3 separate regions of the Mus musculus genome follow, and all the other regions are linked to region 3. Evidence: chromatin contacts called from public HiChIP or PLAC-seq and promoter capture Hi-C data. All regions are on one chromosome and are shown on one strand. The core of a region is the stretch at or near the end of the contact, and the rest is flanking DNA. Distances in the headings are between cores, read along the strand shown. Region 1 holds the start of 1700051A21Rik (RIKEN cDNA 1700051A21 gene). Region 2 overlaps Pitpnm3 (PITPNM family member 3). Region 3 holds the start of C1qbp (complement component 1, q subcomponent binding protein).

The links. Promoter capture Hi-C pulls out the DNA fragments that hold promoters and counts their contacts. HiChIP or PLAC-seq counts read pairs in DNA pulled down with a chosen protein or histone mark.
Region 1: a contact with region 3 is called in an H3K27ac HiChIP or PLAC-seq map of embryonic stem cells, with 3 times the contacts expected there. The contact joins the promoter of 1700051A21Rik here to the promoter of C1qbp in region 3. A contact is called at or near these places in 2 of 39 promoter capture datasets (hippocampal neurons and stem cell-derived epiblast-like cells) and 2 of 115 datasets of contacts at active chromatin or transcription factors (embryonic forebrain and embryonic stem cells).
Region 2: a promoter capture Hi-C map of cranial neural crest shows a contact between it and region 3. The contact joins the enhancer-like site here to the promoter of C1qbp in region 3. A contact is called at or near these places in 5 of 39 promoter capture datasets (cranial neural crest, embryonic stem cells, pre-B cells and 1 more), 1 of 484 Hi-C or Micro-C datasets (embryonic stem cells) and 5 of 115 datasets of contacts at active chromatin or transcription factors (the NIH/3T3 cell line, embryonic forebrain, embryonic hindbrain and 2 more).

What each region holds. Positions count from the first base shown.
Region 1 is chr11:72,265,148-72,268,979 of GRCm38.p6, reverse strand. 1700051A21Rik (RIKEN cDNA 1700051A21 gene) reads right to left here and starts at 2,136. Exons shown (of 2, transcript NR_045922.1): 1 at 1,455-2,136; 2 at 424-1,099. Slc13a5 (solute carrier family 13 (sodium-dependent citrate transporter), member 5) reads left to right here and starts at 2,376. Exons shown (of 12, transcript NM_001004148.4): 1 at 2,376-2,516. The coding sequence starts at 2,415.
Region 2 is chr11:72,054,192-72,058,143 of GRCm38.p6, reverse strand. Pitpnm3 (PITPNM family member 3) reads left to right here. Exons shown (of 20, transcript NM_001024927.2): 17 at 1-124; 18 at 1,831-2,014. It overlaps Gm46286 (a long non-coding RNA gene), which reads right to left. Exons shown (of 3, transcript XR_001780248.2): 3 at 2,616-3,097. Among named protein-coding and RNA genes, the nearest start is that of Gm46286, 5.0 kb to the right of the region's middle. Within about 2 kb of position 2,158, at least 2 of the 459 cell types and tissues checked have an H3K27ac peak or open chromatin away from gene starts, as enhancers often do.
Region 3 is chr11:70,981,204-70,984,768 of GRCm38.p6, reverse strand. It overlaps C1qbp (complement component 1, q subcomponent binding protein), which reads left to right and starts at 1,743. Exons shown (of 6, transcript NM_007573.2): 1 at 1,743-2,044; 2 at 2,449-2,599. The coding sequence starts at 1,819. It overlaps Dhx33 (DEAH (Asp-Glu-Ala-His) box polypeptide 33), which reads left to right. Exons shown (of 12, transcript NM_178367.4): 12 at 1-678.

The DNA of each region.
Region 1 (3,832 bases), core at 887-3,386, 1.3 Mb before region 3:
TATATGTTAATACACACACACACACACACACACACACACACACACACACACACAGTTTAAATCTGAGCTCCATGTTTGAGAGAACACTCTGTGATGGTTTTGACTAGCTTTCCCTGGCAAATTCTTTACCTTGAAGTCTCCACTCAAATGCTGCCCCCCTCTATGAAGCCTTCCTCGAACTTGGAAGATCTTTTGCCCAAGGATACCCACAGTGTGTCCCATATTATTGCAAGGGCGAATGCCACTGATGGCTGACTGTAAGCCACAGAGCTACTTTAAACACTCAGAACATTGACTTGGGGGTCTTAAAACGACTACTGGGAATCAAAGTTGATCTGATTCTATATATGAGAAGATGAATCCAGAATGGAAACATCCACCAAGGCCACACAGGGACAGAGTATGGATTCAGGCATTTAGCTGCAGCGCACACTTTATAGACTTTAAAGCACTTAAATTACAGCAGAATGGTTGACCAGCATCGTAGATCCCAGACTTTGAGTGAACGTCCTGAATGAGGCCTGGTAAAGGGTGTTAAGTGGGCACATGGTGATAAATAAAACGAAGATTAAATAAAAACTCCAAAAGGCTGGAAAGCTGGCTCCATGGTTAACAGCAGGACTCACTCTTCTTGCTGGAAGAGGACCTGGGTTCATTTCCCAGAACCCATATGGCTGTTCCCAACTGTCTATTATTTCAGTTTCAGGGACTCTGACACTCTCTTCTGACTCTGGGGTTATCAGACATGCAAATGATACACACATATATATGCATGCAAAATACTCATACACATAGAGTCTTGAAACACACACACACACACACACACACACACACACCCCAAAGCAGGAACTCTAGTTTTAATTGCCCTGGGGGAAGGGATGGGCCCAGGGCCACATAGATGCAAACAAGCAAACAAACCGAAAATAGAGAGGGCCTGAAGAAGGCAGTTGCAGACTTGAGGGCAAGGTGACAGGCAGGTCACAGGAACAGAGTCAAAAATCTTGATACAAATGTGTGTTCTGTTTTAGGGCCTTCGACATTCACAGGCTGAGAAGGTGGGGAATTCAGTAGTTCTTTCCTGGTGGTGGTGGTGGCAGGGCTAGGGGTGGAGAAGAGGGAGGAGAGGTTAGTCTCATATAATTCGTAGCAATTGCATATAACCTATTCTTTACTTCATCTCTGGATTGCTTGCAACACCTAACACACAGTGTAAGTGCCGTGCTAATAGTCGGTCTCTGTTGTATATAGTTCAGAGTACGCCGATGGTTTCCATGTTTAGAACAGAAGCAGCCATCCTAGTCGTAAACACGCTAACCATGTCAGCAACTAGATAGCATCTTGATCAGTGGTGAGAGCTGACTGTACAGGAATCTGGACTCAGCCATGTGTCAAGTAGCCTGTGGATAAGACTCCCCAGAGGAGAATGAGAGGCAGGCAGAAGAGAAAGAACTCACCGAAGTGTCAATAATGTCATTGCACCCTCTTGTGTTGGTGTCCCAAACAGGACTTAGCACAGCAGGTACTACACACAGGTCTGTTAAGGGGAGGATTAATGAATGAACGAATGCCTCGATGATGGTTGGCAGGATTATGCCCCCTCTTTTCTAAGGCCCCGTCTCCCACCATAAAATGGTACTAGCGAGGTGGTTGGTAAGTGGGCGGCAGCAACTACCCGCGCCTGGGCAAAGACGGCCGGCCTGCGCAAGCGCGTTCGCTGGAGGGTAAAAGTCGTTCGGTCTGCGAGGACAGTGACCGCCTTCCTTAGCGGTCCCTCTAGAGCGCCTACGGTGCGCTGGGTAGGAGACGGCACGAGGAGGGAAATGGGTTCTATGTCTAGAGTCGGGCTAACGCTAGGAGGAAGCCAGCGGATCTTGGAGGTGAGAAGACCGCGGTGGCGCAGGGCTCGGCCATCGCCTCTAGGAGACGCCCCTCCGGGATAGGGATGAGAAGGAGAACGCTTTGGAGAGAGAAGCCTGAGAATCCTACAGGCTGGTGTTTTTCATCTGGGACATTCCGGAGTCCAGGAGAGAGCAGGTGAGAGTACACAAAGGGTCCTCACGCTTAAGCTGGCAGAATGACCGGCACACCCTGCATGGTACTGAGGACCAGAGCAGCGCCAACGGGCTGGCAAGTGGTGAGGTGCCAGGGTCCAGTCCTCTCCATAGAGGGCTGGTGCCAAGCACTGAAATCTGCAAACGCCTCACTCTGCCGCGGGGTGGCAGAGTCCTGGGACAGACACTCCCCACAGACCCCGAGGGGTGGCTCCGCCCCAGGACCGCAGGGAGGCCTGGCAATGGGGGGCGGAGTTGTAGCCGCCCCCAATCCGGTGGGACCGCGCGTCCCCCTTTTAAGCTCGTGAAGCTTCTAGCTGCCTCGCAATCTTTTCTCCCTCCAGTCAGTCTCCCTTTCACGCGATGGATTCGGCGAAGACTTGTGTGACCAAGTTCAAGTCCTTTGCGATTTTGCTCTTCACCCCGATCCTGATGCTTCCACTCGTCATTCTGATACCTGACAAGGTCAGTTGCGTGTCTGGGCAGCCTGGCGGAATCCGGGTGCCCAGTGCAATAACGGGCACGGAACCCGGGAACGCTGAGCTGGAACGCATAGATTCCTCCGTGGGGACGAGCTCCCCTGGGACGCGTGCTCAGACGCTCCAGGCACCAGATAGGAGGTGCTCTGCAAAGAATCCGAGGGACGCACAGACCCTAAGGTGAACACGTCCTAGAGTGCACCGATTTCAGGGCGCAAGAGCCGTCCGGGCAAACACGGAAACCTGGACGTTAGAACAGATCTGAACCACACAGACCCCTCGACAGGCTTAGCCTCTGACTCAAAATCTCCTCCCAGAGTGCACAACCAACGCTAGTCCAGCTCAAAGATAATGCTCGAGCTAGTAGAGACTCTGAAGGCTGGGCTTTCTTTCCCTCTGTGCCTCTTCTCTAGGAAAGAGAGATTTCCTAGCTGTAGATGCCTTCAGGCAGGGAACTACAGGAACAGAGTGGATCATGCCTTTGCCATAATCTGGCCTTGATATTTGAAGCTCAGGTTCCCCATCTATGATCTATATTTCTTTCTAGCTCGGAAGCCAAGGAAGCCACTCTCGAGTTCAAATCCTGCTGCAGCCTGAAAGGCAGGTCGGGCACTGCCCACCGCCTGCTGAGGCAGTCAGTGTGAGGAGGCAGGACGTATTCCCAGAGCTCACGCCTTGGGTGGCATGGCTCTCGGTTGCTGGGGAAGCTGAGTCCCATTCCCTGGCCTCCTGGTGCTCCTGGGAGGAAGGGAGAGAATGAATGGCCTTGGCTGCAGAGCAGAGGAGGGCGGGAGCGCTGGCCCCGGCTCTGTCAGGCTGTGTGCAGCCAGTTTGGCGAGGCCAGGGCTCTTTGAAGCCTTATGTGGCTACCCTTTCACTCTCAGCCCAGACAGGAAACCTTGCTCGGATCCTGCTTCCCCTCCACAGGCAGGTTTGAGAAACAGTGGCTCTCTTCAGGGAAGGTTTTGAGAGGAGAGGGGTGTCCCCTGGTGGGCTTCTAGTCATTTCACATTGTGCCTTTCAGCAAGACCCTTTGCTCTCCGGGCCCCGGGTGCTTTGATGGGTACAATGGGGTGACTGGATTCTGGGAGTAAAAGGGGATCATTCCGGCTCCTAGGATTGGGGCGCGGGGGGGGGGGCAGAGGAAACATACTGAGCAGAGGCTCCACATGGGCCAAGGAGAGCAGAGCAACTGTGCGGACTCATCCGCTGCCACTCTGTTAGCGAGCATCCAGAGATTCGGGGCCATTCCCGTCTGTGGGAGGCATCCAGGTTAGGAAGCTGTGATTTTAGCTCTGCTGG
Region 2 (3,952 bases), core at 909-3,408, 1.1 Mb before region 3:
ACCTCACGGTGCTGCCCCGAGGCATGGAGTGTGTTGTGTTCAGCATTGACGGGTCCTTTGCCGCCAGTGTGTCTATCATGGGAAGTGACCCCAAGGTCCGGCCAGGTGCAGTGGATGTGGTTCGGTGAGTGTTACCTCCCCCCAAGGAAGGTGTCTCCCAGGGCAGGAGCCAGAAGTTTTGGGGAAGGTACATTAGGTTTTACCCCCCTCACTTTCTCTAGGATGTCTGTTGGTCTCTGCCCCTAGGCGTTACAAAGTCCTGCCTCTACCTCCAATTCACTGGGGATCTTTGGTAGGCTCAGTCTCTTTTGTAGACTTTAGCTCATTCATTTGTTCCTCCAAGTTCGCTCTTTTCTCCTCTTGGCCATCCCTTCACCTTATGCTGAGGTCAACTCCACACCAGGCTCTAGTTTGGGTTCTGTGTATAGATTGCTGCTGGTGGAAGGAATCTGAGACCAGTGGAGGAAAATAAGTCACAGGGCTTAGAGGTGATCAGTGGTGACAACAGAAGCCCAGACCCCAAGGCTGGAGAGGAACGTGAGTTGGTGGCAGCTGACATGGGGATCATGCTGCCCAAGAAGCTGGGCTGGCTTCTAGGCTCAGAGACAGTTCTCCTCCAGCTGCTTTCTGGCTCCTAGAGGAGGCCCTGGGTAGCCTGCTGAGAGGGTAGCTGGGCAGTGGGGATGGGGGCTGCATTCTCTCCCTTCGTGGCCCCTGCCTCCTTCACCTCAGCACTGACACCTTGCCAGTTTCCAGAAACGGCTTTTTATGAACTCAGCACAGAGCTGTGTGCCTGGGGGTCCATCTGGGGTCTCCCAGCATCCCGCTGGCACCCACATTGTGCATCTTCAGTTTTGCAAGCTGTCAGATCACCATCTGGCTTTAGAAAGCCCACTGTGGCATCCAGTTGGTGGCTAGTGCCACAAAAATACCTACCCAGGTCTGGGCTTATCCATACCCTGGGCCATCCACAGAAAACAGTAAAGAAACAGAATAAAGATTCTGCCTGAGAAGTGAGGAGAGCTTCCTGGAAGAGAAGGATGTTGGCTGTTTAGAGGAGGGTCCTGAGTCAGGAGTACAGGGCTATTACAGGGGTGACAGAACACCCTCATGTAGATAGGAAGAGCCCACTCACCAGGACAGAGTCCAAGAGCAGAGGGAAGCCTTGAAATGTTATTTTAGCACTAGGGAGCCAGGTCTGGTTTCAAGCAAAGGAGCAACAGGGTTGGGTTTGTGGTTTATAGAAATCTCCATGGAAACAGTCAGGGATGATAATGAAGCCAACTCTGCCAGGCAGACTATGTCGAGCTGCTCTGGGATCAGTGCCTTCATCCTTGACATAGCCCCATTGGGGTGTTTGGATGATTAACCCATCTGTAAGATGGGGAAACTGAGCCTGGTGTGTGTGTGTGTGTGTGTGTGTGTGTGTGTGTGTGTGTGTGTGTGTAGTTCAAGGTTACACAAGATCAGATCGAAGTGGGAGGACCAGGGAAAAAGTGGCCACTAAGGACTTTGTAGTGGTTCAGGGGAAAGATGGCGCCCAAGGTAAGGACCAGGTACTGAAGGTGGGTGCAAAGCCTCTGGTCTGTGGTACTGGAAGCTGTCTTGTTAGTGGAGAAGATGGAAGCAGAAGAGAGAAAGGGGAGGTATCAGGTTGGGCTAGTCCCCACAGGCCATCCAAATGTCCACCACTCACCAGGGGCGAGGACTTGAGAGTCCCTTTACCATTACTGCTGGCTTCTCCGGGAGGCAGCAGCTGTCAGGGCAGAAACTTGGGCAGCGGGCGGCCTGTGGTGGGCCGAGCTGGACCCAGCGATGCCATCTCGCCAGGCACTGGCAGGACCTGGGCTACATGATCCTTTACATCACGGGGCGGCCGGACATGCAGAAGCAGCGGGTGGTGTCGTGGCTGTCCCAGCACAACTTCCCACAGGGCATGATCTTTTTCTCGGACGGACTGGTGCACGACCCACTGAGGCAGAAGGCCATCTTCCTTCGCAACCTCATGCAGGAGGTAAGTGTGAGCGGGTAAGGTGGTATGGAGGACCATACAACCCCGTGAAGGCGGGGCTTTCATTAGCCAGCAGAGGGGTTGACCCATGACCTCCCCTTCTCTCTCAATGTCAAGGGACTGGGCATTGAGGTCCTCAGCTGGCGTAGGGGAGGAAAGCACAATTTTGTTGATTGAGTGTGTGTCTCTTACTGGGACATCTTAACAGAGCTGGGAAGCAGGTGTTATCGTCACTGACAGATATTCATGCTTTATCGTTTCCTGACTCCAAGGCCTAAATACTTGTCTCTACATCTGGTTATTTGTTCAATAGATATCTCAGTGCCTATTGAAACAGGCCCAGTTGTGTTCCTTGCTGCCTGGTGCTGGTGGTTCTAGCCTGCTTTTTTTGAATCTGCCACCCAGAGCTGTAATTCTTGTATTCGCACCTGGGAATCATTAGATAGGCAAACTCCTGGGCTCAGCAAGGCAGCAGAAACTCGGGGGTGGGGGTGGGGGTGGGGGGAGGCTGGGACATCTTTGTGTAAAGCCCTCCAGGGCTCTAGAGGATTCTGATGCTTTGGTTGGGGGTTGGGGAGTTGGGGGGGGTAGAAGGGAAGGAGGGAGAGAGAGAGAGAGAGAGAGAGAGAGAGAGAGAGAGAGAGAGAGAGAGAGAGAGAGAGACTCACACATAGAGAGCAGGAGCAGACAAATGAAAACTACACAAGTTCAAATTTTGGTGTCCATAAATAAAGTTTTCTTGGCACACAGCCAAGCTCATCTGTTTATGTATTGTCTGTGGCTGCCTTTGCAATGCAGTAGAAGAGCCGAGTCGAGTTGCTGTGGCAGAGCTCAAAGCCTAAAATATTTACTATTTGGCTTTTCAAAGAAAAAGTCTGCCAATCCCTGATCTAGAGAAAGAAAGGCATGGAAATTGACAATTACTGGTGTGTGGCAGAAAAGGGGCAATATTGGCAAACAGAGGAGGAAGGTCTTAGGTCCGCCTGGGGAATCCCGAGTAGCTGATAGTAGGTAATAACTTGTGGGCTTAGTCTTGACATATGAGTGTGAGTTGTCAGGTAGACGGCGAAGCAGCGTGTGCTGGACCTGGGGAAATATAAAGAGGTTAAGACGGATGTGAAATCAAGCTTTATTTGGGAATAGCTCTGTGGGAGGATACATGTGCCACAGTGGTTTATGAGACTATTCAAAGAGATTGAGGCAAGGGGAATTTTTAAAGGCAAAAAAGGGAGGGGGGATGACAAAATATATCCTAAGACAATACTGTTGGTCTGCAACAAGCAGTAACAATGATGACCTCATTCTGAGGGTGAATGGACAGGTACCGAGCAGATGTGCTTGGAGACATCCTGCTTGTGTAATATTGAAGTTGACTTTTTACATTTAAGGTTTTATATTTTAGATCATGTCTCACTGCCTAACCCTGGCTTGCCTAGGACCCCCAATGTAGAACAGGTTAGCCTCAAACTTACAGAGATCCATCTGCTTCTACCTCCCAAGTGCTGGGATTAAAGGCATGTGCCACTATGCCTGGAGGCTGAAGGCTTTTGTGTAAGGTTGTGGTCCTGGCAGTGTGTGTGTATGTGTGTGTGTGTGTGTGTGTGTGTGTAAGAGAGAGAGAGAGACAGAGACAGAGAGACACAGAGAGAGACAGAGAGAGAGACAGAGACAGACAGAGACAAACAGAGAGACAGACAGAGAGACAGAGACAGACAGAGACACAGAGAGAGGCACAGAGAGGAGGAGAGTTATTCTCAGGCCACCATGACTGGGAATCCTTGTTTCATAATCTCCTGGCTTTGATGGGGTTGATGACCCAAGCGATTCCACTTTGACTTTGACAACTTTCAGCAGATGGAAAGTAGCCTAGAATGTTCTCAGGATACAGAGATACAGAACAGGGTTATGTGCAGGCAGGGTCAGATCAAGGACAGGTGAGAG
Region 3 (3,565 bases), core at 494-2,993:
AAATTAATGCTTATCTTCAGCCAAAGGGACAGCTCTCTTCAAGCTTTCTTAAGAAAGTGAAATGTTTTGTGGTTTTGCTGCAGTACAACCTGAGCTACTTTTCAAGTTGGCAAACTCTCCAACCTGAAGACTCCAGCCTGGACAGAATAGCCTCCAACAGACAGATGAACTTCCACAACAGCCCTGCGTGCTGCAGGGGTTTATCTTCTTGGTAACCGTGGCCTGCGACACCCGGGGCACCAGTTCCATTACCAGGATCCCTGTGAGAACATTTGCATCTCTTATAACAGGATTCCAAAACAGCAAAGTATTTACTGTGGCACAAATCCTTGTGCTCCAGCTACCAGGGTCTGTTTGGAACTGTGGCCGCGCATCTAAGATGCCATTCCTTGAGCACATAAACTAGACTATACCGGTGGGGAAACAATTCTCTATAGACTGCTGTAGTGTAGAAAACTGACAAGCGGATTTGGACATGTGCTCTGTTCTCTCTGGTCTCAAACATAAAAGAACAGTTCTAGTATATAATGCTCGAAATTTGCTTTTGACTATCAAATCCATAAAAACTGAATCTTGTATAATGATCTGTGTGGCCTCTTTTGTTGGGCCTCCTTTCCCTTATTTAAAGAATGCTGTTTAGAATATTAAACATTATTCTTACTGCCATTCATTCGATAAGTCTTGGTATCCAGCATTTACTTTTGTTTTTTTTTTTTTTTGAGAAGTCTTTTTCATGTGACCCTGACTGTTCTGGAACCTGCTGTGTAGACCAGGCAGGTCTCAAACTCAGTTGTTTGCCTACCTCCCTGATGCTGGGACTATAATGCATGAGCAGGGCTTTTGTTGTTTGTTTTGGGGTGTGTGTGAGTGATTTGGTTGGTTTTTGTTTTGTTTTGTTTTGTTTGGGGAGGGGAGTGGTTTTGTTGATTGGTTGATTGATTGATTTTTTTTTAAATACCTTTGAGTGTTTTGGTATCTGCTGCCCTGGAACTGAAGTTAGATAGTTGTGAGCAGGCATGTGGATGCTGGAACTAGAACTCTAGTCTTCTGCAAGAGCAACAATGCTCTTAATCACTGAGCCATATCTCCAGCCTCTTATCCTTGATTCTTTTTTTTTAATAGATATTTCAAATGCTATCCCCTTTCCTAGTTTCCTCTCCAAAAATCCCCTAAACCCTCCTCCTCCCCCTGCTCCCCAACCCACCCACTCCCGATTCCTGGCCCTGGCATTCCCCTGTACTGGGGCATATAATCTTCGCAAGACCAAGGGCCTCGCCTATGATGTAAGCCATATATTCCTGCTCCCAGGAAACCGATGGTCCATTAAAACTGGCCCATGAATTGTTAGGGCGTGCAAAGGTTTCCAACATAAATCCTTCATCCTGTTCTTGGGATTCTGGATCTAATGTCTAATGAGGCCAGGATGTCCACTCCACAGCAACTGCGTGCAGGTCAGCCTGGGCTTTCCAGAATTAGTCGGTTTCAGAAGATCGTTAAGTGATCTTTGAATATACGGTTTTGCGCGAGTTGGGGTGAACCTGAACGCATTCCGCGGTAACAAAGCTTGGTGTGGATTGAGAAAAGCAGGTGAATTGGGGAGAGTGGGCAGCAAGGGAGACATGGTGGTCAAGGTAGCTGAGTCAAGGCCTCCCCGACTGCACTGGCGGCTCCCAGCAGAGGGCGCGGTCCGGCCCGGATGACTGCAGTCCTCTGGGGTGGAAAGCGCTTCCCCGGGCGAGGGCGGGGCTTCCGGCAGCGCGCGAGGTCACACGGTGCCTTGGCCCGGTCGTCCTTCCCTCTGCACGTGTCCGCCCCGCGATGCTCCCTCTGCTGCGTTGCGTGCCCCGCGCCCTCGGCGCCGCCGCCTCCGGCCTCCGAACCGCCATCCCGGCCCAGCCGCTTCGGCATCTCCTGCAGCCCGCGCCCCGGCCATGCCTCCGGCCCTTCGGTTTGCTCAGCGTACGGGCCGGCTCGGCTCGGCGCTCTGGCCTCCTGCAGCCCCCGGTTCCCTGCGCGTGCGGCTGTGGCGCTCTGCACACGGAAGGTAAGGTTCACGCACCCTAGTCGGAGTGCGGCCACCCAGCTTGGAACAGACCCTCGTGATCGAAAGCTTCCCCCCCCTTCTCGCGTCTTGGAAATGTGGCTTAGCAAAGTCCGTAGGGTCGTGGTTTCAAAGTGTGGTTGTTGGTTATGTCTTTTGGAACCAGAAAGAGGATAATTGGGAATTCTTTTGTTTAATATGGGAAGTAATAGTAGTGAGTCCATGATAAGAAATAACCATCTCATGATAAATATCAGTTCAGCTCAGTAAGTATATCCTGCTCTTTTTATAGAGTGAGAAACGGACGTTTTAAGGAGTGATTTGGGCTAGTGTCGTAAGAATGGATACAGTCCGGTCTATCGGTAACCGGCTTTTCTCCCTTTGGGTCATCTTGGCTTTTCTTTTAGGAGACAAGGCCTTCGTTGAATTCTTGACTGATGAAATTAAGGAAGAAAAGAAGATCCAGAAACACAAGTCCCTTCCCAAGATGTCTGGAGATTGGGAGCTGGAGGTGAACGGCACGGAGGCTAAATTATTGCGCAAAGTTGCCGGAGAAAAGTAAGTGGCCCAGGGCTTGTATTCTGGGTTCTCAAGTCGGGAATCCCTGACTACAGCACCCTGTCCTGGCCATCCCCAGGAGAGCCTCAGCTTAGGCCCAGTACTTTGATAAAATGGCTTTTCTTTTTTGGGTTTGTTTGTTTTTTTTTTTTTTCCGAGGAAGGGTTTCTCTGTGTAGCCCTGGCTATCTTGGAACTCACTCTGTAGACCAGGCTGGCCTCGAACTCAGAAATCCGCCTGCCTCTGCCTCCCGAGTGCTGGGATTAAAGGTGTGCGCCACCACAGCTGGCCAATAAAATGGCTTTTAAGAAAGCATTTACTTGGAAAAGTTCTTAGGTTCCAGGGAGTGCATTCTCTGAATGAATACAGACTTCTGGGCTTGGTTATTAAGGAGGCCTGAAGCAGCTCCAGGGTGTGTAGAGGGGAGTCTGGGAGCCACAAGCGCAGTCACTGGCTTACTAATGAGGGATGCTGTGCCCAGTCTGGACCTAAGGGCTGGGACTTTTTTTTTTTTTAATGTTTAATAGTACTGATAAATTCATTTGTTTAGAACTCCCATCTGGCTTGTGTTTGTAGTAGTTAAAAATGCAAGGTATGTAACTTTTAAGGAAGAAGTTAGAGTGTAGAAAGGCCATCAGACAAAGGTAGAAGGTTCTTAGCCAAGCTTAGCTCTCGCTTTCCTAAACCGATCATTTCTGAGACAGGGTCTCTGTGTTGCTGCTGTAGAGCACAGACCAGCCTCTGACTCTTGGTCCTTCAGACACCTGTGTGCTGAGGTTGTAGGCACGTGCTACCACACACCCTTAAGACCGTTAAGCCCTTGTTTGTGCTGTTCTGTGTTACACAGTCGCCCACGGCCTTCCTTAGAGAAGTCTACTTGGACTCTTGAGTGCTTCTCTAGCATGCGTGAGGCCCCAGGATCCATCCCTGGTGCTTTAGGAACACAGTGTACAAGAAAGCAGTTTT